2 separate regions of the Zea mays genome follow, and region 1 is linked to region 2. A link is a contact called in public Hi-C data. All regions are on one chromosome and are shown on one strand. Each heading gives the region's core, a stretch centred on a gene start, on an enhancer-like site or on the middle of the called end of the contact. The rest is flanking DNA. Distances are from core to core; before and after follow the strand shown.

Region 1 (6,125 bases), core at 303-2,802, 78 kb after region 2:
TGCTAGGTTCTGCATCTCATACATATATCCACCACAAATAAAAACATATCTGTCGGATCACCATATCCACTAGTGGGTACAAATTTTCTCTCGTACACTCATATAAGTCAAAGTCACCCGTCGGATCACTCGTAACAACAAAGATTAAACTTGTACCAAAATAACGCCTTACACAAAAACGGTAGGTTTTGAACCAATCATCCATGGGTTTGATATAGTGATACATGATGTTTTATACTCATGGGATAATGAGTATGGGTGAATGCGGGAACGTTCCAATATCTACATACCCATTGAGTGAAGGATTTTGTCTAACAAAGACCTATGATAGGATATTTAGTCTATACACATCGTCTAATGGAGTAAATATCCATCGTCGTATTGCTATCTCTAGGTGGAAGATACTCTAACGGAGTTCTTAAATAGAGATAGAAGAAACAACTTGTTAGACTGTGCTCAGCGGATCGTGCATATAGCCGTATAAAACATTGGTTTGCATTATAGACTATTGTGTTTATAAAGTGAGGTCTAAAATAGGAGATATCCTTACTACTACTAGCAGTTATGTTCTTATCTCATCAGCTGTAAAAACTGAAGATCCACAGGAACAGTAATCCTCAGTTGGCACATGTCAGGGGGACTGATTGAGCCTGTCACGCCCAGCTGCCCCTGTCCACAGCATCCCGTCCGCTCCCTGCTTTGACTGCATTCAACAAAGCCTGCTGCACTCTGCAGCACAGCCATCTGAGCAGCCTGGATGGATGGATCTTGCGCTAGCTGATACAACGACATGTTGCAGCACATGACATGGTCAGCTCTGTTCAGTTTTGTTTTTTTTTGTTTTTTTAATCAGAGGCTGAGCATCTGCTGCTCGGTATGACGGTATCCAATGGTGTTCAGTTTTCGCGTAACATTCTGCTTCCTGCTCACCAACAGCAGCTTCGGTACCAGCAGCCCGTGTTCCAAGACAAGGTTCACTGAGCCTTTCATGGCATTTTGGGGTCATGCAGCACCTGCTGCTTCAGTCTTTCACATGCTACCCTACTGAAGTTTAGTCCATGTATCCAATGTTTGAATATCTATTAAATATAATCTCGATTAAGTTTAATGAATTTATCTCATCTTTTAGTCTCTATCTCTACAATTAGTTTTGTAATTAAACTATATTTAATATATGTAATTATCATTTAGACATTCGATGTTGTATTGACTAAACTTTGTTGAGTGGAACCGAACAACACGTAATAGATATACAACAAGCGCCAGCAGCATGACCAGCTAGCTAATCATCGGTGCCAGCTCCCGTGATGGTTCTGTTCACCGTCCACTGCAACTGCAAGTGACCGCAAAGCAGATGCGAATGCTGGCTGGAGCCTGGAGCTTGCGCAAATGGCGACCGCCCAAGACGGCGCCAGCTCAGCGGCCCGCCCGCCGCACTGCATGGCGACAAAGCGAAGCCAATGAAACCGCCCCCACCCCCAGGCCCCCAGTAGGCCATGGCCATGCTCGGTCATCTAACAAACTCTATGGACGGACGCCAATTTGTTTGGCAGCAACGGGAGCGAGGGCCTGGCCCCTGGCCTGGCTACATTCCGCAGGCGCCTGCCAGCCTGGGGAACCCAGGACCACGAGAACATGTGAGGTGTTGGTGTACTGGTTGTTTGTTAGATTGGATGGATCATGGATGGATGTACCCACAAGGATGACAGGATGTATACAGAGCCACTGGATCATGAATTCATCATGTGTTTTATTCACCAAATCGACAATCGTATGAAGCAACTCTCTGGACTCGACTCAACCCTCTACTACCACAAAAATTCCTTCTTACAGATTGAATGAAGAAATCATAACTGTACAAGCAAATTAACAGCTCGATGTCGACCGTCCGCCGCCAGGCTTGCCTCCCGCAAGAAAGGCGATGCAGCTGAGCCCTCGAAGCCGACGGCCGGAGAAAAACGGTGAACGATTCTTTTCTTCAACGACAGGGGCGCGCCTATAGCTTCAAAGAATTGTCGGGGGAGGAAAAGGCGGCTTGAGAGATCCTCTGAAGTGTACAGGGGACCGGGAACAGGAAAAAGGATGGACACTTTGTACTCTCTGTGCATTTACGCTGCTGCAATGGCGGCGGCGTGGAAGCTAGGGAGGGTGGAGCAGACGGAAGCGTCTGAGGATTGGGTCTGCAGATCCAGGCAAGGCTCGGGGAAGACCAGCTCGGAGTATCCGGAGACGTTGGAGCAAGACCAGTGGGAGGTGGGACTGGCCGAATCGGCCAGTGAGAAGTTGATGTTGGAGAGGCAGATGTCGGTGAACGGGTCGCCGGCGATTCCTGACAAAACGCCAGCGACCGAGATTCTTGTTCCAGTCATGTTCTTCAGGGTGATGTGGCTGACCACCGGGAGCGCGGCCGGGTCGAACTGGTCATCTGGGTGGCTTGGCCAGTCACCGGTGAATGCGATGGCGACGTCGACGTCTTCCATCTGGACGTCTGAGATCACGGTGTCTCTGATATAGCCTCCGCGTCCCGGCGCGGTCTTGAAGAAGACGCCTCTGGACGAAGAGTGGATGAGGAGGCGGTCCGCATGGATGTCCGAGATCCCGCCCGACATCTCGCTCCCGAACGCGAGAGCGGCGCCCAGTGAGGACTGCAGATCCAGTCTGCTTATGTGGATGTCTGAGGTTGGCCTCCCGAAAGCAATGCCTTGCTTGTCCCACCCGCTTTTTAGTGATATGGCGTCGTGGCTAACACTGATACTGCTGTCCTCGATGCACATATTTGAGCATGAATCTACAGAAAAAAAAACACATACGCAGAGAGGAATGGATCAGGTTTTGGCCATGGTTCTGCGGCGAATCACCTCAGGTGATGGGTTAAAATGTTAAACGTAGAGCATAGAATAATTTGCTGTCTCCACCAAGTACACAGCCACAACTGAAACTGGCTAGTATAACTTGTCTCAGTTAAGACATACTTTAAGTAGATGATACTCAGGATACATATCCAAAAAAATGTTCCGGTCACATGGATTTTGACTAAGGTAAGGAATGCATGATGATCAAGTGCTGCGTTACCTGGAACGATTCCATGATTAAGTGGAGCATCCAATGAAGTCTGAATTGTGACACTATGGACCACTACATTGCTGATGGAAAACAACGGAAACATGTCAGTAAGTAATTTTTGACAATCTCTGTCTCAAAAATCTAGCAGGACAGAGCAGAGCAGATTCTATAGTTGCAAACAATGTTAGCGTACCTGCAATACACTGGATGTATACTCCAAGCAGGGGAATTTAAAAATGTTATGTTCGAAATGACGATTTGCTCAGAGTCCACAAACTCCACAAGATGAGGGCGACTATAGTTCAACTTATTCGAACGAAACCAGTTCCACCATGTAGAACCCTGGCCATCGATTGTTCCATTGTTTCCTGAAAGAAGTGTGTTCTTTAAGTATGTAAATCAAATAACTACTAGATAAAATACTGATATGTCTCAAACCAAGCGTGCTTTAAGATTTCATTTACCCGTAATTACAACATCAACTAGATTCTGCCCGTTTATTAAGCTTCGATGCCTCGAACCTGGAAGGTCCATTCCTCGTCCATATGATGGCAAAGGTTCGACAACAGGCCACTGTGAAACGTCCTGAAGTAAAAACACAAGTGCTTACAGTTAGTTTAAATGTTTAACTTACGATAAGGCATCTAATTTCACAGCTATAAGGAGAAAAAGTGAAATGCATACAAAATATGTTCCTTTCAATGTTCAAAGATTTGCAACGCCTATTAAAGATCTTAGACTGCTCTTTCCGAACAAACAAAACTTCACCAGCATGCAATGGAACAGATACTAGACATGTCCTCACCATGCAGAAAACTATATATTACAGACAAACAATCTCAATCAGCCCAGTGCATAAAGCAGCTTGACTTCAAATCAATGCAAATGGTATTTGTCTTTCCTTAGCTACTGCCCCTCACATCGATAACTACGTGTCACCATCATCTAGTGCTCCTGTCTTGATTAGCAAAGTCGCATACCATTACGCTAGCAAAGATCCGAAAGAATATGGAACGTTGTAGTACTTAACGAAAATATGGAAGAACAAAACATATACCTCACTCCCAAGCAAAATATTTTCAGATTAAATCCTAGAAATAGAAGCCTCACCTATGAGGTTTACCAGGAAGGCTGGAAAAATATCGCTCCAGTAGGACATCTTCCACCAACCGTATCCAAACAAACAAATGGTGGCATGGGCTGGCCATTGCGTTGCTAGCAACTCTCAATGCAAATGCAAATGCAAATCGAAAATTGATGGCCAAACAACATCCTAAACACCCAGCTGCCTATGCTCTACGGAACGGAATTGGACAAGTAATGACACAGCAAAATGCTCACGCGGACAGAAGAGAGAGAAAACAATTGCAAAATTGAGGTGGACAACAACCTGCGTGCCAACGATGACAGCGCCACTCTCCAGGAAGAGGGTAAGGTGGCTGGTGAGATTGAAACTGCCGGTGAGCCACCGGCCCCTGGGAATGTACAGCTGCGCGCCGCCCTTGTCGGCGAAGGAGCGCAGGTAGAAGACGGCGTTCTGGAAGGACACGGTGTTGAGGGTGACGCCGTCACCAACGGCCCCGAACTCGGTGATCGTCACGCTGTGCGGCCGCGGCGGCGCGGGCGGGCGGCGCCGCGTGCACTGTGGCTCCGCCTCTGCACAGGCGAGGCCGAGTACCAGAACTGCCACCATCGATGCCAGAGCCACCTGCAACCAGCACGGAGCCATAGCCAGTCAGTGCTCAGTACTAGCGCTGTTCCCATGAGTCAATCCAGTACGGAAGCTACACAATCAATACGCGCAAGATCTCAAGGGACGCGTCACGCGCGCACAGGAAGATCCCGATTTGCGGCGACGAGAGCAGAGCGAATCGAGACCCGGGCATCCCCCTAGCAGGAACACGGCACTATGCGACAATCCCAGAGAACCCATTTCGCGGGAGGCCACGGCGAGCAAGAAAAGAGGCTCCCCTGCGGAGGAAACCCACGGCACGGAGGGTTCGACAAGGCACAGTGATCAGACATACTTACTAGCCTCGCCATCAATTTCCCCCCTTTCCGGCGGAAGGGGGGGAGAGCGGAGCGGCAAATCAGGGCAGGCGGACCAGAGAAGATGAAGCTCCGACACGCGGTCGAAGAAGACGAGGGATTCGCCTGGGATTGGAGAGTAGAGCGGAGTTGGCCCAGTGGAGAAGGAGATAGAACGAATAGCGGAGGGTGGCTGACGCGAAGCTTAAGAGCAAGGGTGGTATTTTTTTCTTCTTTTTTGTGTGCATAGGTTTACAGCGTGGCTCTCGAAAGGTCCTCCGTGTGCTATAGTAACGTTCGCTCCGTATGACTTCTTGAAATACAATGTAAATGAGACATAGAGATAAAAAGATGGAGAGGAATTAATCAATACTTTATGGTTGATTTGGTGACAAGTGATCTCGGGAGGATTGGAGGGGATTGGAGGAAATGAACTAATTCCCTCCGATCCTCCCGGGATCCCGGATCACCAAATGAAGCTTTATGGGTGGACGTGGTTTCTTATATACAAAGTATAGGGGTGCGGTGTAGGGTGTAGGGACACGACTGTTCATCGTGACCGTACGCCAGCGAACGGTTGTCTCAATCGTTGGAGCGATTATCCTCAACACTTCCCCTCGATCGATCCAATCAAAACAGCCTTCAATTATTCTTCCAATATATATATATATATATATATATATATAAGAAATCTAAGATAAATGTATATTAAGTTAAATAGTACCAAGTGAACTCCTTAAAACTTAGTGAGAAAAATAAAGAGTAGAACCATGGTATAGCACTGTTCTCCCATGGATCTCTAGCCCAAAGAATAATAGTATGTCTATAGCCATCATCTCAAAAACCCTAATGAAGAAAATAAATGGTGAGGCATACAACTCAGGTCAACATTTCTCTAAGATAATCTTATCACAAAATATGAGAAATCAACATATCAATCGAGTCTCCTTAAAAACCAAACGATAAAAATAAGGAGAATAGTCATAATTTATTGTTGATCCTGAAAGGAAAATAGACCCTGGTCCATTTGGCTA
Region 2 (6,150 bases), core at 2,189-4,688:
CTCGAGGAGGAAATGACTTGTGGTTTGGTAACTTCGGGATAGATGTTAAAACCTGGCTTACATTAATAATAAATATATACCTGATGAAGTAAAAGCAACTTGTTATCAACCAAATTCCATATAAAGCTAGTCCACGTTAGTCAAATAGGGCACTTGTTGAGTATGATGTGTATGCACCCTTGCTTTCACATAAACACTAGGTTGCCATCGACTCAACCACTGCCCAAGAGAAGAACAAGGAGTTGAAGTGGATCTCTAGGAATTCCAAGACTTCAATGAGTTTGAAGACTAGGCAAGCGATCTCCCAGTCAAATGCATGTGGGAGGCCCCTTTAATTAGTTACTTTTTCGTTTATGCACTTTGAACTATGCGATGTCTATGACTGTTGGTCACTTGTTCTCAAACGTTGTGAATCAAGAACAAGGCAACACAATTGTTAAATATTAAGGACCTTCATCCTCCGAAGCATTATCTTCTTTCGGATATAATGATCTTCAGACGAAGGTCACACCTTCATCACTTATGGGAATATGAGTTCATGAAGACAATAGATGTTATTCATTTATTTATTCCTTCATATATTTATTTCATAGTGTTTATATACATGAACATTAACCGAAATTATATTACATTGATACCTTCGGCTTGATTGAAGGTGATGACGCGAGAGCAATTACCATCCAACGTGAATAGTATGGGGGCACTGTTCACCTATTTATAGGCACGGGACGCAGCCCGAGTAAAAATACATTTATGACCTTAACATATAGCCATAATTGTGACATAAAACATCAGGGATTAGCTAGCCTTTTCCTCTTCGGCTTGGCATCATGTTTGACCTTCGTTGTCGCCTTAAGCCGAAGTCGTCGTCCTTTGGCTGCAGCTTCGACATTCGTTGTTACTGGTCTTAGACAATGTCTTTGTCTCGAGGACCTTCGACAGGGAAGAAGATCCTCATCACAGCAAAGCTTTTCTTATGACGAAACTCCTGTAATATTCAATAGTACGCTAGAAACAATTGGTTAGTCATGTTTTTTAGGATCTTCGGAAGAGGAAGGCCCCCAACAATGACTATGGTCTATAGTAATTTACTTATGCTTAAATATTATTCGAGCACTGTGCAATGATGTGACATTTATGTAATCGTTGTGTATGTGATTTGGATTCTGGCACGTATATGGTTTGCATTTGGTTTGCCTTTTACGTCTGACACCCCTTTAGGCTAGGTATGATTCACTCAACCCTATTTTGTCTCGTCCGACTCTTACACACCCTTGCTTCGCACTAGGGCTAGAGGCGGACATCACCCTGCAAAGTTGACAGCAATCTGCTCATGCTCGATGGTTAGTTGGGCCTCCTTCGGGCCTCTTTGAAGCGATTTTACACATTGTGACCCATGGGACTTGGGACATGGGGTTTTTAACCTCGACGGCTCGCTAGAGGTTACATAAACTAAATTATTTGAGTAATTCAATAAATTGCTAGATCGATCCATCACCGACATGGAAGACACGGAAAGAGACCATAAGTTAGTCTTAAAACGTTGATAAAGCAACTAAAATTAGATGAAAAAGAAGTGGTGGAAGAGAAAGATTACGAAGACTAGTAGTGCATCATTTATTTTTATAATCCATGTAAATTTTATTTGCCTAATTATATATTTGGATGAATTTATATTTTAATAAAATGCCCATAAGTTGGCCTTCTGGCTCCAAGGGACCATCACTAAAGGATGTATCCAGATTGTCGTGGAAGGATGAGGGGTCGTGGCGGGTGATGAGACCATGCTCATACGTCTATATATCGTGCTTTTGGTTGCCCTATTCTAGTTTGGGCATCCTTGGGTTTTCGTGGTCATGTTGCCCTCATATCGTTTGTTGCTCTAACGAACCTTAGGAACATCGGACCGAGTGACATCATCCCGTGATCTCGAGGCCACTCTTGCTGAGATTCTTAGGAATGTCGGACCGAGCGACATCGGTCGTTGGGATTCCTCAGGCTTGCTAGCGCCTTTAATCTCCATAGTGAAGCTCCACATGACAAGATCAACCATCCTTAGTGAAGCTCTTTTGACAGGCCAACCATCGCTTTCGACATGATAAGGCCCCGACCTCGTTTGGGACCAAGGGTAATGGAGGGGATTGAGTGGGCCAAAATCCCTTTCTCGATATACCCATTTTCCAGCCCTAAAAGGGCAATGGAGCAATTTTAAGATGAGCCTCCCATAGTCTTCAATCCACTGGCTCACCCTCCACGCATTGGTTGATTTCATTCTAGTTCACCACAACTGGAAGGCCTCTTTCGAATGAAGAAATAATTTACATTAATCAGTGTATTCCTTCTTCACCACAACTCGAAGGCACTTCGAAGATAGAAGAACACGCATGACGGATGACCTCACACCCAAGCATAACACAAACCAATACAATACACAAGCATTGCGACTACATATAAATATTCGATAAAATTTTAAAACACAACAATTACATAAAAACGAATAAATACATACATTATTATCGATCTTAATATCTAACAAATTCTTTGCAACACAACCAATACGTCTATACGCGACCTCACAGTGCACAGCGAAGCAAACAAACAAAAGAACATGTAGATAAATAGACCATAGATGTAGACACACTTGTAGCAGCACGGATACACCAACTCACAAACGTCGGTCTATACTCGATTCGAAGCGAATTGAAGCAACCAAACAGAGGAGCCTTTCCTCCCGTTATTCCAAACCAAAACACTCACGGCCATATGGCATGATCATACACGTACGTAGGAAAGGTGGCGGCTCAGGCGAACTCGTCGGGGTGCGCGACGAGGTATGCCTCCACCATCCTGACGAGGCGGACGTACCCCTGCGCGAGCCTGGCCTCGTCCTCGGGCGCGAGCGGCGCGCCGTCGAGGCGCTCGTAGTCAACCTTGACCTTGGCGACGCAGGCGCCCTCGCCGGCGGCCTCCACCCTGATCTCGGCGAAGTGCGTCCTGAGCTGCGCGCTCACCGTGCCGCCCTGCAGCACCTCCGTCCTCACCACGCGCGCCGCGGCGTCCAACGCCACCACGCGGCTCTTGAGCGTCTTGTTCTCACCCAGCGCTGCGAAAAAAGGCCGGCCGGCGGCATCCTCAGGGCTGGTGCGCATGCATGGTGGCGCAACAAATAATGGCCTAGCTAGCTAGCTAGCTAGCTAGTTCAGTTACGTACGTACGTACATGGGTTAAGCTTCATGGTGGTGACGCTGCCGGGCCCGCCGTCGCCGTCGACCTCGACGGCGTCCACGTAGCCGGCGCAGGCCTTGGGCAGGAGCGCCGACTTGGTCTCGGCGAAGGCCACCTTCCACATGCGCTCCGCCGGGACGGCCACGGCGATCTCCTCGCTGATGCTGCCGGACACCATCGTCGTGCTAGGCTGCTGCTACGTACTGTAAGACTGTTATGTTTGTGCTCACTGCACGAACACGATCAAGAACTACTTATTATATAGATGTGGCTGCGCGGTTGGACCGGAGCTTGGTGACGTGGAAATCTTGGACCACGAGATCACGTGGTTTGACCGCGAGAAAATTTCAGAGAATTCGTTCGGAGAGGTACAGAATAGTACAGGTGCTGAAGAAAAATAAAATTCATAGAAAGACTGGCCAGTACCCAGTAAGCTTAGCTTTTATGTGCCCAGCTGCTATGTTTGGGGTGTGCCAAGAAAAAAAATAAAAAAACAAATAAAAAATAAGGATCAACAAGACTCGAACTTTGACCACCAAGTTTAAAATATAGCACTTGTACCACTATGCTAACTACACTTATGTGATCTTAGGGTGTGCCGTGGACCATATGGACCACCCGCTAAGTCCGCCCCTTGTCCACAAGGATTTGGGTAGGCTGCTGGATTATTGCAGAGCATGCAGCGCACATGGGATTCTATAAGGCTGATCATACGAGAGCGTTGACGTCAAATGTGTGTATATATACACAGCCAGACAGTTGTTAGGCACCCGTTTGACACAGCTTCTCGAGCTGTTTAAGTTGTTTTTATCTAAAAGCAGTTATTTCTAAAACAATCTCTCATGTAATAAAGCTCTTAAAAATATGATCTCATGGAAAATTAATATATAGTTCGAAAATAAATATATTGGCTTTTAGTATCTAAAGGTCTGAAGACTCATCTAATAATTTTTTCTCAATCCATAAAGTTGCTAAACCATTTGATGTTTCTAAATACATTATAGACCTCATAATTCATCGATAATTCCGAAAAAACTATTAGTAAAAAAAATTGCCCAAAAATGTTGTGATAACATCAAAAGAGTATAGATTTAGGTCGTACGCGCTACCGGAATACGGCTCTTTGCCGAGTGCCAAATGATTTGCCGAGTGTTTTGTTTCGGGCACTCAGCAAAAAAGTTCTTTGCCGAGTGCCTAACAAAAAACACTCGGCAAAAGGTTTCTTTGCCGAGTGTTTCTTTGTCGAGTGTTTTTCTCAATACTAGGCAAAGACAATTTAAAAATATTATTTTGAAGCAGTAAATTAATTCAAATGAAAACGTTTTCAACTACAAATTTGTATAACTCATCAAGATGTACAATTTATATTTTGGTCATTTCTTCATATGACAAAATCAAAGTAAATTTGTTCAGAAAAACTATATATCTCGTAGTTTATGAAACTACAAGAGAGATGTATAAAATTTGTGAATAATGTTAGAACCAACATGTGGGATAAATAAATGACCAAACAATCAAAATAAACATTGTAGATCTTGAGACGTTATGTAATTTTGTAGTTGGCAACTTTTTGATTTGAAGTCATCTTGTCAGCGAAAACTACGGCTGAATTTAAAAATTTGGATTTTCAAAACGACCTCAAACGAAAAAAAACACCAAAATAAAAGTTGTAGGTATTAAAAAGTTATGAAACTTTGTAGTTGACAACATTTTGGTTTGAAATCATCTTGTATGCAAAACTTTATTTGAATTTTAAAATTCAAAATTTTCAAACCACCTAGAATGAAAAAAGAACCAAAATAAAAGTTGTAGGGCTTGAAATGTTATGAAACTTTATAATTGATAATTTTTTGATTTGAAATCATCTTGTCATAGAAAAATATGTTTGGAGTTTTCAAATTTGAAATTTAAATTTTGTAAACGACCTCGGATGAAGAAATTAGCAATATGAAAGTTATAGATCTTGAAACGTTATGCAACTTTACAGCTGACAACATTTTCGTTTAAATTTATTTAATGCATCAAATGATCAATTTATTCTCGGTTTGTTATAATAAATGAGAAATAAAAACGTAATATAGACATAAGTGATATAGTGGTGTAGAGGGATTGCTAGTTCGAATCTCATCAATCACAAAACGTGAATTCAATTCTCAACGAATCCAATTAAAAAAATGTCAGTCCGGTAGTGTTTGAGATACTTGACAAAGAATGTCAGTTCTGTAGTGATAGCTCTATATCTACACGTCTACTATATATATGTAACGGATTTCTAAACCCCATATTAGAATAGTCTCGACGATTTGTAAAGACTGATGACAAAAAAAAAGCATTAATTAAACATAAAGGTTAATGCTGGACGTAGATGCACGCCGATGTCTCATTGTGTGAAAAAAATGTGAGAGTCGTCCGTTGCCTAACCGTTGCCGCGTAGTTGTTCACATTACGCATTACGGTGTAAACACACATTGACAAAACAGCGCTGGAGCGCCATCCACGAAAGGCACATCCGCACATATGGGCTAAAGACTTTTTATCGAAGGCATGTTTGGACCATCTGCAGCATCTGCAACGACTCTAATTTTCATCTTATAAAAGAATATTATCAGTACACGCTAATTTACATTATCCTATACATCGTCTTCAGTCTTCACCATCTGCAGCAGCGTCTTCTAAATCGTATCATCAATATATCATCCTCCGTATTTTGTAACCATATTATCAAAATTCATTTTCACTGTTTTTTCTTGTATCGGATCAAATTACAAAAAAGAGGTTCATCAGACATCACATGCATTTGTGGAGCAATTCTTATTTGAAAAAAAAACTTTTCCCCTCGCATCTTGAATGTGGACGGCTCAAGTACAGACAACAACCTTCAGTCCTCGTAGAACTTGACTGCCATGGTGGCGCTGCCGGGGTGCC

What was found. Hi-C and Micro-C count contacts between places; a contact is called where the count stands out from the background.
Region 1: a contact with region 2 is called in a Hi-C map of ear, with 2.1 times the contacts expected there. The contact joins the enhancer-like site here to the promoter of LOC100280981 in region 2. A contact is called at or near these places in 3 of 25 Hi-C or Micro-C datasets (ear, endosperm and tassel).

What each region holds. Positions count from the first base shown.
Region 1 is chr10:22,697,694-22,703,818 of Zm-B73-REFERENCE-NAM-5.0, forward strand. LOC100282607 (polygalacturonase) reads right to left here and starts at 5,268. Exons shown (of 6, transcript NM_001155515.1): 1 at 5,095-5,268; 2 at 4,454-4,771; 3 at 3,528-3,648; 4 at 3,257-3,431; 5 at 3,073-3,143; 6 at 1,727-2,788. The coding sequence starts at 5,106. The coding sequence ends at 2,109. Within about 2 kb of position 1,553, at least 12 of the 20 cell types and tissues checked have an H3K27ac peak or open chromatin away from gene starts, as enhancers often do. A contact at or near this core is called in ear, where this site is marked.
Region 2 is chr10:22,618,162-22,624,311 of Zm-B73-REFERENCE-NAM-5.0, forward strand. LOC100280981 (pathogenesis-related protein 10) reads right to left here and starts at 3,439. Exons shown (of 2, transcript NM_001153901.2): 1 at 3,220-3,439; 2 at 2,412-3,103. The coding sequence starts at 3,403. The coding sequence ends at 2,802.